Regions from separate parts of the Rattus norvegicus genome. Here region 2 is linked to region 1. A link is a contact called in public Hi-C data. All regions are on one chromosome and are shown on one strand. The core of a region is the stretch at or near the end of the contact, and the rest is flanking DNA. Distances in the headings are between cores, read along the strand shown.

What was found. Hi-C and Micro-C count contacts between places; a contact is called where the count stands out from the background.
Region 2: a Hi-C map of psoas muscle shows a contact between it and region 1, with 2.3 times the contacts expected there. The contact joins the promoter of Mafb here to the enhancer-like site in region 1. A contact is called at or near these places in 2 of 12 Hi-C or Micro-C datasets (hepatocytes and psoas muscle).

The regions. Positions count from the first base shown.
Region 1 is chr3:169,103,157-169,108,084 of GRCr8, reverse strand. No RefSeq gene overlaps it. Among named protein-coding and RNA genes, the nearest start is that of Mafb, 310 kb to the left of the region's middle. Within about 2 kb of position 3,089, at least 4 of the 93 cell types and tissues checked have an H3K27ac peak or open chromatin away from gene starts, as enhancers often do.
Region 2 is chr3:169,418,160-169,422,657 of GRCr8, reverse strand. It overlaps Mafb (MAF bZIP transcription factor B), which reads left to right and starts at 2,848. Exons shown (of 1, transcript NM_019316.2): 1 at 2,848-4,498. The coding sequence starts at 2,882. The coding sequence ends at 3,853.

The DNA of each region.
Region 1 (4,928 bases), core at 1,840-4,339:
TTTAAATACATACATGGTGTGTCTCTTCAGATCAAAGAGAAAAGTAGACAGAAGCCTACACCTAGCTTGGTTTGCATCATCTCTAGCTGGGCAAGGGTCTTCACTGCTTACCCTCCTCCTATTCTTTCCTGTGGACTGCTCCCCGTCTTCAGAAGAGCCAGCCTCTCTTCCTGACTGTGCCAGCCTCCTCCTAACGCTGTTTGGCCCCTTCTTGTTTCTAACAGCCTGGTTGTCACTGCCCATGCTGACTCTGAGCAGTAATTACCTGGTGTCTGTTCTGCTACCTTCAAATAAGTTTTCCTACCTCAGAACAATTGCCCCCCACCTCTTATCTCGGCTGTGATCCTCTACAGGGCACAAGGGACCTGTCTCTCTTGACTCTCATATTTTTGCTTCTGATGTTAAGAAGTCCCCTTGAACTTGCATTTTACACACACCAGCAAAGCCCAAGTGTCTTCACAGAACCTGACATTTCCCCAGGGCAGGGTGTTTGCAATTACAGGCTGAGCTGGCTGTGGGATCAGAGAGCTGCTGAGGCCCGGGGAGGGCTGGCCTGTAGAGCATCTTTGATGAGTGACAGAGTCATTATTATGAATGTTATGCTGGGATGCCCATGAAGTCCTGTGGCAGAAGGGCTTTCCTCCCTTTTTCTTGTCTTAGCTGTGAAGACAGGCATATATAGAAAAACATATATGCATATCCTGAGACATATACCCAGCTAAATGTGGGGAAAGAAGCCAGGTAGGACGATTTCAATCTTTGCATGGTTTCTGACCTTCTAGGTTCTCACTGTTTTTGAAGATGACCTTCTAGTTTGAAGGGGTAGGCATTCTGCCCAATTCCAAATTGAAGATTAGTACCCCTTCCCCAGCTATTTGACTCTAACATCTTGTCTACTTGGTTGGGGTTTGTGGGAGCTCCCATTGGATTCTTTTCTGCTACTATTGTCTCTTGCAGGGAAAACAAATAAAACCCCCAAGGGCTAGCAATTCTGGCCTTGTCCCTACACCAGCAGAGTGCTTCTCAGGGGAGCTACTCTTCTCTCCGTCCTCCACAGTGTGGGTCTCTGCTCCATGCTGTTATTGGTAAATATCCATGTTGTCCTGTAAATCTACATTCTCGTTGGTAAGCTCAGACTTTCTACCCAGGGCAGGAGAGAGAGGCATACCCTGTGTTAATTGTCTACAAGGAAACTACGCTTAATAAGAAAATTCTATCTTAACTATGGTTTGGCAAGGGGCCTCCTTAACTCCACATTTCTGTTTCACACATTGAGATCAGATGTTTTGGGGAGAATGCATGATTTGGGGGGGGGGAATCGTGCTTTCTTGAGGTAAATAGATACAGGCCTTACCACAGCAAAGGTGGCAAGCCTCTCTCATCTTGCAAGTGAGCATGGCTGCGTGTGTCTCCCTGATCAATCTAGTCAACCGCCTTTTTCAAAGTCTCTTCAGAACCTTAGAAATTGGTCTTGGTAGCACAGGGAATGCAGGGCAACACCTTATCTCATTCTGAACACAGTGAAAGAAGTCACAATACTTCCCCAAATCAGCCAGCACAGAAGGGAAGGTTCATACCTGAATCAGAATCATATCTGAAAGCATGACTAGTATTTGAAAATAGTCTCCACGTGTCCACCATGTTTGCGTTTTGTTGTTTACAAACAGTCTTTTCTGATAAAGGTTCATTATTTTATTGATCTTAAGATCTCTCTGGATCTAGCGATACCTGTGCTCCCATGTCATGGAGACGAGGCATGCAACTGGCCATCTGTACTGAACCCACCCAGCCTCCCTTGGGTCTGAAGGATCTGCAGTGTGCATTCAGAAGGAGATTTAAATGCTTTAATGATGTGCGAAGCACTTGCATATTACTGGTCTAGCTTATGGTTACACACACACACACACACACACACACACACACAGCTCTCTCTCTCTGTCTCTGTCTCTGTCTCTGTCTCTGTCTCTGTCTCTCTCTCTCCTCTCTCTCTCTCTCTCTCTCTCTCTCTCTCTCTCTCTCTCTCTCAATCAGGACAGAGTTCTTTGTTTGGTAAATGTTAGGAGCAGTCTGTCGACTTCGTCTGCCCTATCAAAAACTACATGTCAATAGATAGAGGACAAAGGAGATGGAATTTAAGGAGATTTCAACTCTGGGCTAATTTCTCAATTCAGAATTTGGTCATATATGGAAACATCCAGATAAAGGCTCTAGCGGTACCGAAGAGAATAAGTAAAGACCATCCCCCACAATTATATAGAATACACGCCAAATTACACTAAGCACACATTTTCCTGGTCAGGTTCTGCATGTGTTTGTCTGTCTGTCTCTACACCATTCTGGATATGGCTGTAAGGACTCTTATTAACAATCCAAACAGCTCGTTGAATCAATGAGTAGGTTTTATCAAAGCCAGGAGGATGTGATGAATTGATAACTATATGGACCCTTTGGTCCTAAACCTTCTTTTAGGTCACAGAAAATGGAAGGAAAGAAAAGTGCCAACTCTTTTCTCGTGACAAGATTTCCAGTGACTCTTCTTCATCCTGTGTGGCAGCTATCAGAAGCTACAAACAGACCATAATACCATGACCATTCCTGGATCCTGGAAAAGGAGGTGGCTCTCTTTTAAAATAGAAGACCTTGACTACTTTTATAAAAAGACATCACCTGCTAAATGTGTGGTCGCAGAAAGAAATGTCCTTGTAGATGATGAAAGGCCACCAGAGAGAGGCCCCAACCCTGGCATTCTAACCAGGTTCCTGGCCACTTGCTGCTCAGTCATTGGACTTGAATCTCACATCTGTTACATGCTCTGGGTGTGACAAGGGGGAATGTGCTTCCCCTCCCTGAGCCACAGTTCCTCATTTGTAGACTGCAGAGTTTAGATTTCTGAGATCTCTCCCCTCCCAATGCCTTAAAACGCCCAGGCTGTGAACTCAGAGACTGTGTAAAAGAAAGGGAGGAAGTCAAGATGGGGCAGGCTTGCATTTAGGTGCTAAGAAACTGGGACAAGTGACCACAACTCTTGCCAGTCTGGAAATAAATCTACAGGGATCTGATCCGGGGCCCACAGATGGCAGTGGAGTGTCCTACAAGGGGTAATCAGTCATGCAGGGTCAGGTTCTAGGCAGGTTGCCTTGCTTAGAGAATGGCACCAATGTGTAGGCTGAACAGGTGTTTGAGGCCCAGCCAGATAGATTGGAGGTCAGGATGGGGCTTCAATTCTAAAAACAGCGCCCAATGAAAAGCAGGCCTGAGGCAGAGACCAGAGCAGGGGTGGCTGTATCTAATGGAGAAAGAGCATATCCAGGATTACCAAACTTCTCGGGACAAGGACAACATAGAGTCCAAGAAGGAAGGTTGGGGAAGCTAGAATGGGATGTTTAGAACTGAAATTAGTGGCTTTTTTTTTTTTTTAAAAAAAAAAGATAGGTTAAAATTTCAGTAGTCTGCACAGGGAGTGTTCACGACACGGCTAACTTAGTCTAAATGTGTCATCTGTGTAAACTCGTTAGCAGGCTAGTTTTGAGTTTCTGATTTATAAACCAATGTGCAAACAGACAATTGTTTAGTTAACCAATCAAGTTATTTTTTGGTTAAGATCAAAACATGAGAATGTCTAAACTTTTGATTGTGACCATTACCACAGAATACTCTAGGCCAAGATACTGTGGGAAGAACATGAGGGTAGAAGTCAGTGTGGGCAAGCTAGCCTTCTGGAACTGTAAGCAAGCTCCTCTTCTAAGTGCCTGAGTTCTAGTATCTCTTGAGTGCTTTAGATCAGTAAATAAGATGGTAATTTTTTTTAAAATAAATTCTAGAAATGGCTCATGATGTCCACTAGGCTTTGACTTGAGGTGACTGGAGAAAATGTTAAAAAGTTATAAGGAATTTTCAAACAGCATTTTAAATGAGTTCAACACATGTCTGAAAATGTAAGAAAGATATATTCGACTTCCTTCCCTGTTGAGAACCAGATTTACAGACACAGCTTGCCTCTAAACTGTACTGAGATGCATTGGCATTGTACTCAGTGCCATGAGGATTAAATGAGGAGGCTAATTTACCCCTTACTCTTCAATCTGCCTTTCATTCTCTGTATTAGTCACTTTCCTCATAACCATGACAAAATAGCAGACAGAAACAATTTAGTGAAGGGAAAGATTTATTTTAGCTCCATCACTGTCCTCAGTGGCCACCCTCACCTGCAGACTAATACTTTGAATTCACAGCTCATGTCCCCGTTGCCTATGGTGTGCCTTAAACAAACTTCCCTGTCATAGTTTTCACTCACATTTTCCCTAATCCCAGGCCCAGCAAACAGGAATGTGTTCTCAACCTCCTCAGTGTCATCTCTCACGTCTGTCAGAAATAAGTTTCTCTACTTCTACCTGTGAAGTAACTCATCCTGGGTAGTGGATCTCTGTGTTTAGAATTCACATCAAAGGCCAGCTCCTTCTAGAAGCCTTCCTGAACCTCCCAATTTCATACCTCGTCACTAGGAAAGACCACACCAACTTCTTGGTTCCCCACTTCAGATTTTTAAAAAATGTATTCCTTTCTCATACAGTGTATCACTACAGTTTCTACTCCCTCCTCTCCTCCCAGCTCCCTTCCACCATCTCCCCTCTTCCCCCAGATGCACCCCTCTTCTGTTTCTCTTCAGAAAAAAGATGTTTTATTTCTACATCAGTGTTTCTCAGGATCATCTGTGTTGATGTCTACACTAGCCACTGGCTGGAACGGTTGTTCATAAATCACCATGTTGCCTCATCCAAAAGTTGTCCCACCACATAACAAACACATGGAATAGTAGTAGTGTGGTATTTATGCACACACATAATTTACACATAGTCATACATACTCATGAGGTTTCTACACACACTTTCACTGACTTATGTTTGGAAGCACAACTGAGGAACTCTGTC
Region 2 (4,498 bases), core at 1,599-4,098, 310 kb before region 1:
AGAGGAAGAAAGCGGTTACAACAGAGATAGTCGCGGGGACAAAGAGGAGCAAAACGGCCGGGACAAAGGCCGAGTCCTCCAACCCTGAGAGAGTAGCGCATCTTCTGGGGGTTTTATAACTACTTGTCTGGGGCCACAAGAGTCCTCTTCAAGGACCACATTCTTGAGAAGTGGGTTTCAGCACTCCGTGAGACAGGCGGGAGCAAGCACTGCTTTGCGGTCCTCCCCGGTGTTCCCAGGAGGGTGTGCAGCGAGGCGCGCACTCGGGAAGTGCTACGTCTCAGATGACTGGGGGTGGGGTGGGGGTGGGGGTGGGCGGGGGGAAGGCTAAAGCTGGAGCCCGGTGAGTGTTAAGGGAGTTAAGTGGTGGTCCAGGCTGGAACCCAGGTTTGCAGAAGCCCGAACTCTAAACCTGACATGGGCTCAAGACGTCCCCTGGCTGAGCCAAGATCCGAGCGTGTGCTCTCCTCGTAGCAGCTGGGACTCTTACAAGGAGAGTAAATGTCCCCAGCGCCCACCTCATTTGCGGGAGGTTCAGCCTAACTGCCCTCGGCTCTCTGCCTAGGCAATCGAATCATTTATGCCGAGAGCGCACTTCTCAAAAGGGTTCGAGGAGATTTCCCCAGCAGTTCACTGATCTAAACCTTTTAGGTGAAATTTTAGTTAAAAAACACCTTTTTGGTTAAAATTAGGCTCCCTAGACCACTCTCTGCCCCGTCTTTCCTAAGGATTTAAGAGGGGAGAAAAGGCTTTTTTTATTGATCGGAGGCAAATTTTTCTTTCTGTGAGAGGGGAAAAGGTCTGATCTGGTTGTCAGTGCTGCGGGCCACTGGCCCCCTTGCGCGACGTTGGCGGGCAGGTCCGGTGCGGAGGGCAGCCAGGACACACTCACCCAGCGCGCTTTCCTCCGCTCATCTTTCCGCGTCCTGAGCTTGGAAGCAGAAAGCGACGTGGGAGGCGGGTCGGATCTCCGGATGCAGCGAATTCGACATCTATTCACTTTGGGTGTTGGGGTCGGGGTCTGAGGAAAGCCCTACATTTCCAGCCCTTCTGGCAGGGTAGGGAGTCTCTGTCGGCGCCCTACAGCCTTGTCTGAAAGCCTAGTGTGTTGCGTTCCGCCTCCCGTCTGCGCTCCGGAGAAGTTTCTCACCCGGTAGCCCTGGACCCTCTTTACCTGGCGTTTTCATTTTAGGACTCTGATCTTTCCAGCTCAGGACCTTCCTCCCTCGAGGGGAGTAGCCCATAAGCACACCTCGAAGGTGTGGAATTCAGAATACGGAATTTCAGAAAAAGTGACCGGAGAGGGTTAGTGGTTGAGTCCGAAGATGGGATCGGAGGGCCTGTGCATAGTTTCAGAGGGGTCTGCCCTGGATTCCAGGGCGCACTCAGCCTGAGTTCAGGCCTGGCTTGGTCGGGTCAGTCAGTAGGACCTGCACGGGTCGGAGGCGCGGTCCTAGCCTTCCCGTACAGAACTAACCAGTTCAGGGCGCCTTTGCGTCCCGTGGCCACTTGGGGTCGCACTTTATGCCTGTTTGAATCTCCCTGCAGCCGTCAGAAGCTTGGCTCGGCTTAATCCTTACAAAATGTTCAGACAAAAACAGGGCCCGGCTCCCCAGCATCCCAGAGCCACTGAGTGCACAGACCGCTGTTGGTCTCAGCTCCGAACCTCGGAGTTGTCAGGTTTCCACACGACTGGCAAGTGAAAGGTATTCAGAGCCTTTGGGCCGACTCTTTTTCTTTTTGTTTACCTTCTTTGGGAGCATTTTTGGGGGTGGGGGGCGAATGTACGGAGGGCGAGACTACTGGAGCTCTGTCTTCTGAGCTCGATCACTGAACCGACTAGGAGAGGAACAGCGTCTCTTGGCCTGAGGAACCTTCCTAGAGGTTAAGAGTTAGATCTGAACAGAACTCTTGGAGCCCCAACCCCGCAATCCCCCCACCGCATACATTAGCTCAGACCTACAGAAACACAGGCACGCACGACACACATTCACTCGGCCCGCGGCGCCGAGGACACACGGAGCGTCGCCCACTGGGCGGGGGCCGCTTGGGAACAAAGGGCCAGGGAAGCGACATCCCGGCGCTTATTCTGAGCCTACGTGGGGGTGACACGGGCTGAGAGTGGGAGTGTAAAGAGTATCTAGGGAGGCGTGAGTGCAGACAGGGGGGTGGGAACGGCGGCTGGGTCCAGAAGTGGGGCGCGCACCGAAGGCAAGCGTGCGGGAACCTCGACTCAGAGGGTGTTGGGGGTTGGGACCAGGCGGTCCGTCCCACTCGGCTCCAGCCCTCCTCCAGGCCTCAGCCGCTTCGGGGCTCCTCCGGCCTCTAGTCAGCTGACGCGGGGGGCGGGGGAGCTGTCAGGCACGCCCCGCCCAGCGTCGCTGGGCCGCGGGGGCCGTGCAGCCATTGGCCAACTCGCCGGGCCGCTTGGGCCCCCGCGCTCCAGTGACATCAGGAAGCGATAAAAGGAGGCGGCGGCGCCAGCTCCTGCACAGCTGCACCGCCGGGCTGCGAGCGGCTGCAAGCAAGAAAGCCCTAGAGCCAAAGAGCCGGAGAGCGAGCGGCGGGCGCTTTGCCCTGCGCCTCCCCTCTGCCCCTGCGCGCACCTCGCCAGCTTCTCTACCCTGCCCCGGCTCGACCTGACTCGTTCCCGGCGCGGTCGCAGCCCCGAGCTCCGGGGCAGCTCAGGCAGCCTCGGGAGGACTCTCCGGCGCGCCGCCGCGTCCCCAGACAAAGGCTTGGCCGGCGGCCCCGGCCCGCTGCGCCCTCGGCTCCCCGCCTCCCCGGCTTGCCGCTCTTCGCCCCCGCGTTTGGCTCGGCGCGTCCCGGCCGGCCGCAAAGTTTCCCCCGCGGCAGCGGCGGCTGAGCCTCGCTTTTAGCGATGGCCGCGGAGCTGAGCATGGGGCCAGAGCTGCCCACCAGCCCGCTGGCCATGGAGTACGTCAACGACTTCGACCTTCTCAAGTTCGACGTGAAGAAGGAGCCACTGGGGCGTGCGGAGCGTCCCGGCCGGCCATGCACACGCCTGCAGCCGGCTGGTTCGGTGTCGTCCACCCCGCTCAGCACACCGTGCAGCTCCGTGCCTTCTTCTCCCAGCTTCAGTCCGACTGAACAGAAGACCCATCTCGAGGACCTCTACTGGATGGCGAGCAACTACCAGCAGATGAATCCCGAGGCACTCAACCTGACACCCGAGGACGCGGTGGAGGCGCTCATCGGCTCGCACCCAGTGCCACAGCCGCTGCAGAGCTTCGACGGCTTCCGTAGTGCGCACCACCATCACCACCACCACCACCCTCATCCGCACCACGGGTACCCAGGAGCCGGTGTGACTCACGATGAGCTGGGCCCGCACGCTCACCCGCACCATCACCACCATCACCAAGCATCACCGCCGCCGTCCAGCGCTGCCAGTCCGGCGCAACAGCTGCCCACTAGTCACCCGGGGCCGGGACCGCACGCGGCAGCCGCGGCGACGGCTGCGGGCAGCAACGGTAGTGTGGAGGACCGCTTCTCTGACGACCAGCTGGTGTCCATGTCCGTGCGTGAGCTGAACCGCCACCTGCGGGGCTTCACCAAGGACGAGGTGATCCGCCTGAAGCAGAAGCGGCGGACCCTGAAGAACCGGGGCTACGCCCAGTCGTGCAGGTATAAACGCGTCCAGCAGAAACATCACCTGGAGAACGAGAAGACGCAGCTCATTCAGCAGGTGGAGCAGCTTAAGCAGGAGGTGTCCCGGCTGGCCCGCGAGAGAGACGCCTACAAGGTCAAGTGCGAGAAACTCGCCAACTCCGGCTTCAGGGAGGCGGGCTCCACCAGCGACAGCCCCTCCTCTCCTGAGTTCTTTCTGTGAGTCGTAGCGGGTCCCGGCCCCCGCCATTGCCCTGGCCCGGACTCCCTATCCTGTGTCCCCAGCCCTGGACTCCCTGTCCCTGCCATGGCCCCGGCCTTGACCTGCCTGACTCGAGCTAGAGGGAGGAAGGACGCGCGGGCCGCGGGAGACGGGCGGGAGCACGGGCGGGTAGAGCACCTTGGCTAAGAAGAGGGCAGCGCAGCCTCTTAGACTTGGGCAGAGTTAGAGAGACCCGGGCGGTGGGAGGTCCCGGAGTAACTTTTCTCCAAGCTGGAAGCCCGCGAGGCATATTCCAAGGAGTCGCCAAGGCCGTCCGGACACTTCTGGCTCTGAGAACTTTGTGAGTGCCAGGGCCGCCGCTTTGCAGCCCAGAACTCAGTTCGCCCCCAGGAAGAGCAGAGGAGAGGAGAGGGACTCTGGAGTCCCCGTGGGCGCGAGGCAAGGCTGAGCTAAGGAAGGAAAAACGGACAGCTCTGTCTGTCCAGAGTATGGTGAACACTGGCTCTCAGCCGGAGACGCGGGCCTCAGTTAGGACTTTCGGCGCGCGAAGGAAAAAAAAAATCTCATCAGTTTTAATGCCTGCTCGATTATATAGAAAAAATACGAAAATCTGCATTAAAAATATTAATCCTGCATGCTGGACAT